Regions from separate parts of the Xenopus laevis genome. Here region 1 is linked to region 2. The links are chromatin contacts, called in public Hi-C maps. All regions are on one chromosome and are shown on one strand. Each heading gives the region's core, a stretch centred on a gene start, on an enhancer-like site or on the middle of the called end of the contact. The rest is flanking DNA. Distances are from core to core; before and after follow the strand shown. Region 1 has its middle 16 kb from the start of kcnn4.L. Region 2 overlaps LOC108696810 (zinc finger protein 70).

Region 1 (5,845 bases), core at 3,288-5,787, 70 kb after region 2:
AAATACCAATGTTTTCTATAAAAATATATAAAATTAAGAAATAAATACACTTAGGCTCCTGTCCAGCAGAAGAACTCCTCTATACATGTCTGAATTCTATACACGTGGCAGAAGTACACGTATGTTAATATTTGCTGTATGTGAATGAATAGTCTTTCATCTCTCCTAAGTCCCATCAGCGGCAGTAACGGCAGACGTGTTTGCCCATCGGAACAGGTTTGCTTATGCAATATATCAACTCTTCTTCCTGATGGAAGCCAATTAAAATGGTCAATCTTTTCATTTTCTTCTTTGTAAACGAAACTCCTTCTCTTCTTACTATTGGCCCCAATGTGCCTCCATTCTTCCTCCCAGTGTGTCCTGCAGGTGGCGCCCCTCTTCTGTGGCTTCTCTAGGGAATATAACTACATCCAGTAGTTCCGCTCACAGCGTTGTACATATAGTCTGCTGCTCTCCAAGTGGGGATCCATAGTGGGGAAGAGGTTTTGTATAAGGGTCTAGTGGTCTGGAACAGGAAGAGAAGTCAGTGTGAATATAAATGCATTTAGCTGAGAAAGCTACGAGTAGTTATGCATTAGTTATTGACCCCATGCTTCATTACTGCACCTCAATTTTTTGGTTTCTCCTCCACGCCACAGCTTTTTCTTATAATTCCCCTGAAATACCTTCTATGCTCCACTACACCACAAGAGCCTGTGACTAAAGGAGTTATTTACTAAACTCCGAATGCAAAAATCGCGAAAAATTTGTGATTTTTTTTTATAAAATCAGACTTTTAAAAAAATCACGAATTTTTCCGAATTTATTAGGGATGCACCGAATCCAGGATTTGGTTCGGGATTCGGCCTTTTTCAGCTGGATTCGGCCGAATCCTTCTGTCCGTCTGAACCAAATCCGAATTTGCATATGCAAATTAGGGACGGGAGGAAAATCACGTGACTTTTTGTCACAAAGCAAGGAAGTAAAAAATGTTTACCCCTTCCCACACTTAATTAGGATTCAGTTTAGTATTCGGACAAATCTTTCGCAAAGTATTCGGGGGTTCGGCCGAATTCAAAATAGTGGATTCGGCGCACCCCTAGAATTTATTAAACCCCCAAGGATGGGAAAAGTCAGAATCTGAAAATCCTGCATCTCAGACCTGTCGAGGTTACATATAAGTCAATGGGAGAAGTCCCAATGATTTTTTGATGTGCGCTGGGTTTTTGGGTGAAAAATCAAAAAAAAAAAATCGGATGAAAAATTTAATTTTTCACAATTTTTTCAGATTTTTTCCCACAAACAAAAGTTTTTGGGAAAGTGTATTAATAAATAAGCCCAAAAACCCGTGCGGATTTGGCCTGAGTTTTTTTTCAGAAAATATTGAGATAAATCCAAACTTTGATAAATGACCCACTAAGTTTCTGTAGTGATTGAAACGTATAGGATCAATGTGAATTTTAAAGGGATTCGGTCATGATTTTTAAGATTTAGTTTTTATTTCTAAATGACAGTTTACATTGCAAATAATTCACTCTAAAATATCAAATTTCCTAAACCAGCAAGTGTATTTTTTAGTTGTAATATTGGTGTGTAGGTGCATCTCAGGTCATTTTGCCTGGTCATGTGCTTTCAGAAAGAGCCAACACTTTAGGATGGAACTGCTTTCTGGCAGGCTGTTGTTTCTCCTACTCAATGTAACTGAATGTGTCTCATTGGGATCTGGAATTTACTATTGAGTGCTGTTCTTAGATCTACCAGGCAGCTGTTATCTTGTGTTAGGGAGCTGCTATCTGGTTACCTTCCCATTGTTCTTTTGTTTGGCTGCTGGGGGGGAATGGGAGAGGGTGATATCACTCCAACTTGCAGTACAGCAGTAAAGAGTGACTGAAGTTTATCAGAGTACAAGTGACATGACATGGGGCAGCTGGGAAACTGACAATATGTCCAGCCCCATGTCAGATTTCAAAATTGAATATAAAAAATCTGTTTGCTCTTTTGAGAAATGGATTTCAGTGCAGAATTCTGCTGGAGCAGCACTATTAACTGATGTGTTTTGAAATAAAAAATGTCTTTTCCCATGACAGTATCCCTTTAAATTCGACAAATAAATATTGTTTTTACTTTATTATGATTTGGCCCTGTGGATTCCTTTAAATGCCGGATAGCCCCATTTCGTTTGCCTCCACTACATCTACCCAACCGCTTTAGTCAGGCCACTTCCTTACCGGAGTTTGGCAAATCCCACCGGGGGTCCAAGCCGTCTGATGTGAGTAAAGGTGGGTCAGTTCCTCTGCGCTGCTGTCGACCCCGCTGTCCATATCTTCTCCCACGTCGCCTATCGAAGATGCGAATGATGAGCTGGGGCTGGTGCACTCGATACCACTATCTAATGAGGCAGTTGGGATCTCGCTCTCCAAACTCGTTGACATTGTGCGATTGTCCCTGGGATCAAAGCTCGCCACGGTGTATGGGTGACTATACTCGCGCAACCTGACGATTAAATAAGATGTTTCAGCTATCGGAGGATATACAACAAATCCACATTCCTTTCCCTGACATTTGGGCATAATTTTCCCTGAATGTGGACATGTAGCCGACATGTTTAATTAAATGTAAACGTGTTTGTCATCTCCAGATGCTTCTCTGCGTATTTTTATCACTCCTGCCACAAAGAGCAATAGAAATGAGCAGGGAGGCATCAGGAGACGATTCCTGTCCGAGTAAACAAAGCTTCTGATATTCTCTATGACCACTGCCCAGAAAGAACAGCAGAGGGCGCTACTGTTACACGTTCACTACATTAATTGTTAAAATAGCATGAAGTCTAGAAAAAATAATGTAAACTGCAATAGTGCCCAGAAGAGCATTTTGACATTTAGTTATATTGTTGTCACCCGTTATAGTTTCCAGCAGGATTCGGCCGAATTCTTCTGCCCGGCTCAACTGAATCCGAATCCTAATTTGCGAATGATGGGTGACTTTTTGTCACAAAACAATGAAGTAAAAAATGTTTACCACTTCCCAACTCTAATTTGCATAAGCAAATTCAGATTCGGTATTCGGCTGAATCTTTCGCGAAGGATTCGGGGGTTCGGCCATATCCAAAAGAGTGGATTCTGTGCATCCCTAGTTAAAGGATAAGTAAACCTTAAAAACAAGTGAATGTAAAATTGATGAGGGGGCTTTTCTAAGCACTTTTGTCATTTACATTCATTATTTATTTTTCTTTAATTCCAAGATATGAAAGGATACATGTGCTGTTAATATGAATGTGTACATGTGACTACTTGGTGGTCAGACTGATCAGAAAATGACCAGCAGGTGGCGCTGCTGTAACGAAATTAATTCATATTAACAGTACCCGTATCCTTTAATATCTTGGAATTAAAAATAAATAAATAATGAATGTACATTGCAAAAGTGTTTAGAATAGCCCCCTCATCAATTTTACATTCACTTATTTTAAGCCTTACTTATCCTTTAAGCATTCTGAACAAAATCTAATTAGTTCTTTCCTTGACCCAGTTCCTCTGAGGACCAGGTTGCATACAATTCCGAAGTCTGTGGCCACCAATTCCCTAACATTTCTCAGTGGGGGTTACTCACCGGCAGCAAACTTCATAGGGGTCGATCCATAGCGTCAGCTCTTTGGGCAGTGCCAAATCTGCGTATGTGATGCCACAAAGGGCACACGATTCCAGGATACTTTCATCCTTCTGATGCTGGTTGATCCGGATACACCTAGAGACAGAGATTAGATAAGTCAGGACTGAGAGTGTTTAAGAGAAAGAGAGAGAGACAGTGTGAGTGTGTAAGAGAGAGAGAGTGTGTAAGAGATAGACTGAGAGTGTTAAAGAGAAAGAGTGCGTGTGAGTGTGTAAGAGAGAAAGACTGAGAGAGAGAGAGAGAGAGAGAGAGAGAGAGAGAGAGAGAGAGTGAGAGATTAGATAGATAGAGAGAGAGAGAGAGAGAGAGAGAGAGAGAGAGAGAGAGATGATAGATAGATAGATAGATAGATAGATAGATAGATAGATAGATAGATAGATAGATAGATAGGTAGGTAGGTAGGTAGGTAGATAGATAGATAGATAGATAGATAGATAGATAGATAGATAGATAGATAGATAGATAGATAGATAGATAGATTAGAGAGAGAGAGAGAGAGAGAGAGAGAGAGAGAGAGAGAGAGTGAGTGTAACTGAAAGGCTGTGAGTGTGTAAGAGAGAGAGTGTGAGTGTGTAAGAGAGAGAGTGTGAGTGTATAAGAGACAGACTGAGAGTGTTTAAGAGAAAGAGAGTGTGTGTGAGTGTGTAAGAGAGGAAGACTGAGAGTGAGAGAGAGAGAGAGAGAGAGAGTGTAAGTGAAAGGCTGAGAGTGTGTGAGTGTGTAATAGAGAGAGAGTGAGTGTGTAAGAGAGAGAGTGTGAGTGTGTAAGAGATAGACTGAGAGTGTTTAAGAGAAAGAGAGTGTGTGTGAGTGTGTAAGAGAGGAAGACTGAGAGAGAGGGAGAGTGTAAGTGAAAGGCTGAGAGTGTGTGAGTGTGTAAGAGAGAGAAGGAGAAAGTGTGAGTGTGTAAGAGAGAAAGAGAGAGTGAGATTACCAAAGCAATATTGTTCCCATGAAAGAAAGAAGAAAGCTCAGCAGGTCAGTGTCTTTATCTTTATCTACACGGAAATAAATGGACATCTTGTACATTCAGGGCTGCAACAACTATTATCACTATTTGCTTATTCAGTCCTCGGGTGTAAGAGGAGCAGAGATAGGGTTAAACACCCCCCTTTATGCCCCAGGTAAGAACAGAAAGGACAGAGTTGCTAATCAATCTAATGAGCTCATTATAATTCGTCCCACAATGAGTATCACACAGGAAAGCTCATTCACTAATAGAAATAAAGGAGCAGCCAATGGAAAAAGAAACTTTATTAATGCTGATTGTGACTACTGAATACCCAGACTATAGACCCAAACAATGCTGATTGCGACTACAGAACACCCAGACTATAGACTCAAACAATGCTGATTGTGACTACAGAATACCCAGACTATAGACTCAAACAATGCTGATTGCGACTACAGAACACCCAGACTATAGACTCAAACAATGCTGATTGCGACTACAGAACACGCAGACTATAGACTCAAACAATGCTGATTGCGACTACAGAACACCCAGACTATAGACCCAAACAATGCTGATTGTGACTACAGAACACCCAGACTATAGACTCAAACAATGCTGATTGCGACTACAGAACACTCAGACTATAGACTCAAACAATGCTGATTGCGACTACAGAACACCCAGACTATAGACTCAAACAATGCTGATTGCGACTACAGAACACCCAGACTATAGACTCAAACAATACTGATTGCGACTACAGAACACCCAGACTATAGACTCAAACAATGCTGATTGCGACTACAGAACACGCAGACTATAAACTCAAACAATGCTGATTGCGACTACAGAACACCCAGACTATAGACCCAAACAATGCTGATTGTGACTACAGAACACCCAGACTATAGACTCAAACAATGCTGATTGCGACTACAGAATACCCAGACTATAGACTCAAACAATGCTGATTGTGACTACAGAACACCCAGACTATAGACTCAAACAATGCTGATTGCGACTACAGAACACCCAGACTATAGACTCAAACAATGCTGATTGCGACTACAGAACACCCAGACTATAGACTCAAACAATGCTGATTGCGACTACAGAACACCCAGACTATAGACTCAAACAATGCTGATTGCGACTACAGAACACCCAGACTATAGACTCAAACAATGCTGATTGCGACTACAGAACACGCAGACTATAAACTCAAACAATGCTGATTGCGAC
Region 2 (6,250 bases), core at 1,316-3,815:
TTAATGTGCACAATTTAAAGGGAATGTAAACCCAAATATAACATTTTCCATTATGGAAGCAAATTCTAAGTCACTTTTCTAATGTGATTGCTATGCAAAGCTGTATGTGTCCTTTGCTATTGTCTGCACTGCTAGATCTGACTACATACACCACTGAAACAGTAGTCCTTCAGCTTGTATTCGATTTCCTACACCCCTCCAGCTGGGACTCCCAAGTCCCACAGTTCCTTGCACACTTGTGATTTGCAGTCTTTAGAGGTCTGTTCATCACAGAAGCGTAGAATGCATTGTCACTTCTACATGTAGTCAGAAAATAGCAAAGGACAGACAGATACAAATTCTGATAGCAATTGTTATATACTACAAATCCCAGCATGCACGGTGCCAATTTGTTAAGCACTCCCTAGTGACTCTGGCCCTACATGTTTAAGGGTTTTTTTTTTTCTTTTGGGCTAAGAGTCCAAACAGACAAAGCCACAGGTGCAATTTTCAGTCTGCACAGATCATCCTATATGAATAGCGCCGTTCTGGCAAAGAGATCTTATCTTTTAATGTATGAAATTGTTCTTGCTACGTAATTACGGCATAGGCAGAGAACAAACCAGTAATAAATTCACCTAATTTTCACTTAATTTGCATTAACTATCCTAAAATAAATGCACTTGAAAAATTTGTAGGAAAAACAATGTTGTGTTCATTCTATTATTGTTTTTTGTAACAACTCTTTTAATGGCACTTTACTTTTAAGAAAATATATTTGACTTTTTTTATGAATAATTTATCCATATTGTCTCTATTATTTGCATTACTTGAGAGATGTATCTTGCTTATAAAATATATAGTGAATAAAGTACCCCCTCTTGTAAAATATAAGGATATTATAAGTTACCAAGGAGTTTCATGACCATATAAAAACACGAGGCCGAAGGCCGAGTGTTTTTATACAGGTCATGAAACTCCGAGGTAACTTCTAATATCCTCATATTTTACAACTGGGGGTACTTTATTTATTATAATACACAAATTTCAATGAGTCATGTGACAGAAATGACATCAGAACTCACCGTTTATAACTGATGACATCAGAACTCACCGTTTATAAGGATATAATTTACAGGATATTCATGGCTTTTGTGTATTATAATCAATTATCATCTCTCTCTCTCTCTCTCTCTCTCTCTTGTCAATCAAAATCTGACTCCAACTCCTGCATGAAGAGTGACAGATGCTGAGGGGCATAGTGAAGAGTAGCTTGAATATTTTAGAAATGGTACCAAACTTCAAATTGATTATATTTAGAAAGTTTTTTTGTATCCATGAAATTAAGTTTAATTAAGTAATATTTATGGCATCTTCACAGTGCTGCTGTACAGATCAGGATAATTATTAGTCTGTTTAAAAGTGCCAGTGATGTGCAACGTAGACCCCTCTTATTGGTTCTATCATTGTACAGCATCTTCAAGAAGCAAAAAATCATCCAAAACAATTGGTGTTCCTGCCATTTAAGCATATCCCTTCAACAGTAATTAATTGTTTTTCGAACTGCTGATTTATTTCCATTTTGTGTGCCTTACGTTGTGTCCCCACCAGGAAAATAAGAAGGACTTGCCAGCTTGGCACACTCTACAGTATTTTGATGAATCGAGTAGTGACGAGAGCTTGGACGGCGATGCTGTTGTTTCCTCATCCTCTGATGACGAGAATCCAGAAGCAGAATTGATAGAACCTGCAGTCGAAATTGAGAGCCAAGAACAAGTGAATCAGAAGATAGAGAACATTTCGATTTCTGAAGAACCACAACAAGGGCTACACCATGATAACCCACCAATTGATAATCAGGCGGTGCTTTGGAGCAATGAATGTGTTCAGGATCAAGTTTTTCCTTTTGTGGAGGAACTAGTTATAGCAGAATCTACTACAGAAGAAAATGTGGAGTTGAGCCCGTCCTCGGTTTCCCATCAACCTTCTAATGTTAACCATGCCTCCTCAGAAATGGGATGCCTCCCCAAAGAGGACATGGGCTTTTCTGTAGATATTAATAGTCTAGATACTCACGAAAAGAGCCCCAGAAAGTCATCCCTCAAAATCCACAACTGTCCAAGATGCGGCCGGCAATTTCGAAGGTTTTCTGATTTAGAAAAACATTTCTGCTTGAAGATGGTAGACTTCCTCAAAAAAAGTGTTGATAATGCTGGTCACGGAACGAGCTCTTACAATGATTCGGAAAGGGCATTGGAGCAGGTGTGTGAAAAGGCACAGAAGGAGCTTAAGATAGCACAGGAAATGAATGAGGAAGAGATCCGCACGTTTGTTTTAGGGGACACGCTAGACAATTCATCAGACAGCGAGAAAGGCTATTCAACTGATAGAGTAATAGCATCAAAGAGCAAATCAAATAAGCAGACAATGCCCCTTCAGTTTAACTGCGACAAATGCGGGCGTCAGTTTGGAAGATTTCGAAATATAGCCAAGCATACATGTTGGGGCAAAGACCCCAATTTAGCCAACCTGCAGACAATCTCTTTCAAAGCAGACTCATCAGAATACGTAGCGAAAGGGAAACAGGAAGCCAGTAGCAACACTAGTCCGAGCCCCTCAACATCACAAGGCCAGGCAAGTAAGATGCCTCAGAGGACACCTACAGGGAAAATCATAAACAACAATTATCCCCCTGGCACTGCCAACAAGTCCTACACATGCCAGCAGTGCGGGAGAGTGTTCGAACGAAGCTGTGCATTTTCCACCCACATCCGTTGGCATTTAAAAGAGTCAGAGCTGGAACTTCGTGCCAAAATTCATGACCAAAAGGTAAATCTAGCAAAAAAAGCGATTGCAAGTGAGGGTGGATCTTGGCAAACGATGAAAAATCCAGTCATTGGATTTGAGGATGTAGACTTGCCTTTTTCCTGTGACGAATGTGGCCGTTGCTTCAGACACAAGGGCAACTTGGTTAAACATCTAAACTGGCATATGAGTCATAACTTTCATGTTGCCGCCATGAAGGAAAAGAACCTTGGCTTGGGCCTCTATCCACCTGAACCATATTTTCCAGATCTCCAGTACACCCCGGAAATGTTGGCTAGCATGCAAGAGGAGGACGACAATGTCATTGGTGAGGATGAAATAATCCACCATTTCATAGATGAAGACTTTGTCCGGGCATCTGATACCAAAAAAACAGCCCGGGAAAAACAGCGGAGCCATACTGCTGCTGGAAAGGGAGAAGCGCAGAAGTCTCTTCCACAATCCATGTCACATGCGTTCATGGTTCAATTTTCCAAAAGGCCAAAGCCACCTCTGAAATGTCCAGACTGTGGTGTTCGCTTTTACCGGCTCTCGCATCTCAAGAGGCATCAGCACCGGGTTTCCGGCCGCAAAGTTCCAGTCAAAAGAAAGCACAAATGTGATTGTGGCAAATCCACAGTAGGGTCACTGCACTTCTTGCGGCACCAACTGCAGCACTTGAGCGACACTGGATTTATCTGTGAAATGTGTGGACAGGCTTTGTGCGGGTACCACCAGCTCCGGGCACACAGCTGGATCCACCCTCTTGTGTCACGTTTCCAGTGCAGCTGTGGGGCAAAGTTTTCTCAGCTCCCCAGATATTTATGGCACTCCTTGATGAACAATTCAGATCTCAAAAAGAAAGGACAGAAGAACAAAAAAAAAGTAAAGAAGGGCAAAAAACAGAGAAAGACTAAAGCATAGGCTGCTTTTTGGGGGTTTTCATGTTTCCTTTTTTTTTTTATGTAGTGGTTTTTGTAATGTCAGTCATTTTCTATGTAGGTTATCCATAGTCTCATTCTGACCACTGAAGTGCTGGTCTTATCTTTTCCAAGAACTTCTACTCATGTCCAACTGCAGATGCTATGCTGTCTAATGCATAAAGGCTAGCATGGTACATGATTGTTGTCACGTTTAAATAACGAGTTATTTTTTTTCCGTGTAAACATGAACTAAGACGTAACTCTCATGGAACTGATTATACTGCCTCGTAATACAGAGGATTCAACTTTCTAATGAGATCTATCTTCATCCGTTGAGAGGACACAGTACTTAACATTGAAAAGCAATCCGATTCCTCAGAATTTTAGATAATAATGTACAGGTCAACTCTGGGCACTGCCAGTCAAAGCATCTCCTCCTGATCTGGCTGGGGTGTTGTGGGACACAATTCAGGAGGTCCATCTAATGTCCATCTAAGGTCCATCTAATGTCTACAGTTCCTAAGTGTTTCGAGCAGTGGAAATTCTATTCCCAGATCATGATTGACTTTTATGTGACTGAGAAATGTGAATTAATAGTGGATATTTTTAAATACTATAAACATCACAAAACCTAAATTATTCCTCCATGCGTTGTGCCAGTGAGAGTCGACTTTGAAACGTGGCTTTACATTGAAGAATAACATTTTTGAAGTACATTTTTATAGATGCTATGCAGGATTAGGAAGCTTTTTATTTACTATGCAGCTCCAGTTCTATATTTAGTGGCAACCTTTCTGTATGAGAACATCTCCATTTTCTCTGTCCCATTTGGGTTTTAACCTGACCAACACGTTTGCTGCTTCTGGAGAGCTTGTCTCAGATCCAGACCTCATTCAGAGTATGACTTTGAGAGGGATACTCCTAGCCAAATTCAATATATTCACATGGATATAGATACCCACTCTTAGGGTAGTCTGCTAATGTACAAGCAGTCTTATTCCTTACCAATACAGACAGAAAAAAAGAAATAGACAAGGTCTTGGATAGGCAATCTTATCCCATACCCATAGTAATTTACAAATGCAGATGGGGTTCTTGCGGATGACTTACAATCCCAGTTCTAAGATCGTTCTTCCAGTGACATACTGTAGTTCCTGCCTCACAGTCTTATGAGTTGATGTTGCGCTTTAAGGCAGGAGTAAACCCTACTAGACTGAGGACAAATATAAAGTGTGACCCAGGACTTACCCTGCCCTCCCAAGCCTAAAGTCAACTTCAGAGAAAGTGGGGGGGGGGCCTGAGTTAAATCATTGAGCAAGTCATTTAATTAGTTGTGGTGAGTGAAGGATGTACAAAAGATGAGAGATTAGACTATCCAGGTAGTACCACTATCCCTTTAACAAGGGGCAACACAATTTTTTGCACTTATCTAAAGTAACAACATATAATTGTTGGGTCTCATTCTTTTTAAAAATATGCCCTTTTAAAATTACTAACCCCGGGTGATGGATAGACCTATGTGGTGTTGCCAGCTACTTACTTTTCTGGCAAAGTCAAGCTCCTGGCAACACAGCCAGGCCCCCTCTCCAGAGGTTGAATTAATTTAACAAGTTATTTTTGTACTGACACTAGTTTTAATAAACATTATATTTGGGGACAGAATGTGTAAAGCAGAGATAAAGACGCTGCCCCCTGTGGTTGCAAAGTTTGCTCAGTCCCGTGTGAGTATGGCAGCACACACACCCCAAGTAACATAACTAACACTACATGCCAAGGCAGTTAAATAGATTCTGTCATGATTTTTATGATGTTGATTATGTTCCTAAATTACACTGTTTACACTGCAAATAATTAACTCTACCATATACAATTTCATTCATGAGCCGATAAGTGTATTTTTTTTAGTTGTAATCTTGGTGTGTAGGTCATTTTGCCTGGTCATGTGCTTTCAGAAAGAGCCAGCACTTTAGGATGGAACTGCTTTCTGGCAGGCTGTTGTTTCTCCTACTCAATATAGTGGGACATGGATTTTTACTATTGAGTTCTGTTCTTATATGTACCAGGGAACTGATATCTGGTGACCTCCCCATTGTTCTGCTGATGGGCTGCTGGGGGGGAGGGGGGGGGGAAGGGAGGAAGGTGATATCACTCCAACTTGCAGTGCAGCAGTAAAATTTGAATTTGAAGTTTATCAGGGCACAAGTCGCATGACTGGGGGCACCTGGGAAACTGACAATATGTCTAGCTAGCCCCGTGTCAAATTTGCAAATTAAATATAAAAAAAATATGTTTGCTCTTTTGAAAAATGGGTTTCAGTGCAGAAGTCTACTGGAGCAGCACTTATACACAAAATTAAAGGGATACTGTCATGGAAAAACATGTTTTTTTTTTCAATGTGTTGCACTACTCTGTGGATGTCTGATATCGCATCCTCCATATCTACCATTGCAAGTGCAAGGCAGTCATGAAGGTGTGAACACGACGGTTGGGGATTATCCTGCTTTTTTGTCTCTGCCCTGTACAATACTCTACGTGCCGCATTA

What was found. Hi-C and Micro-C count contacts between places; a contact is called where the count stands out from the background.
Region 1: a Hi-C map of the XTC cell line shows a contact between it and region 2, with 5 times the contacts expected there. The contact joins two enhancer-like sites. A contact is called at or near these places in 2 of 4 Hi-C or Micro-C datasets (the XL177 cell line and the XTC cell line).

Annotation. Positions count from the first base shown.
Region 1 is chr7L:127,800,769-127,806,613 of Xenopus_laevis_v10.1, forward strand. It overlaps the pseudogene btg5.3.L. Among protein-coding and RNA genes, the nearest start is that of kcnn4.L, 16 kb to the left of the region's middle. Within about 2 kb of position 4,538, at least 2 of the 7 cell types and tissues checked have an H3K27ac peak or open chromatin away from gene starts, as enhancers often do.
Region 2 is chr7L:127,732,911-127,739,160 of Xenopus_laevis_v10.1, forward strand. LOC108696810 (zinc finger protein 70) reads left to right here. Exons shown (of 3, transcript XM_018226468.2): 3 at 1,591-4,346. The coding sequence ends at 3,708. Among protein-coding and RNA genes, the nearest start is that of LOC108696810, 5.2 kb to the left of the region's middle. Within about 2 kb of position 2,566, at least 1 of the 7 cell types and tissues checked has an H3K27ac peak or open chromatin away from gene starts, as enhancers often do.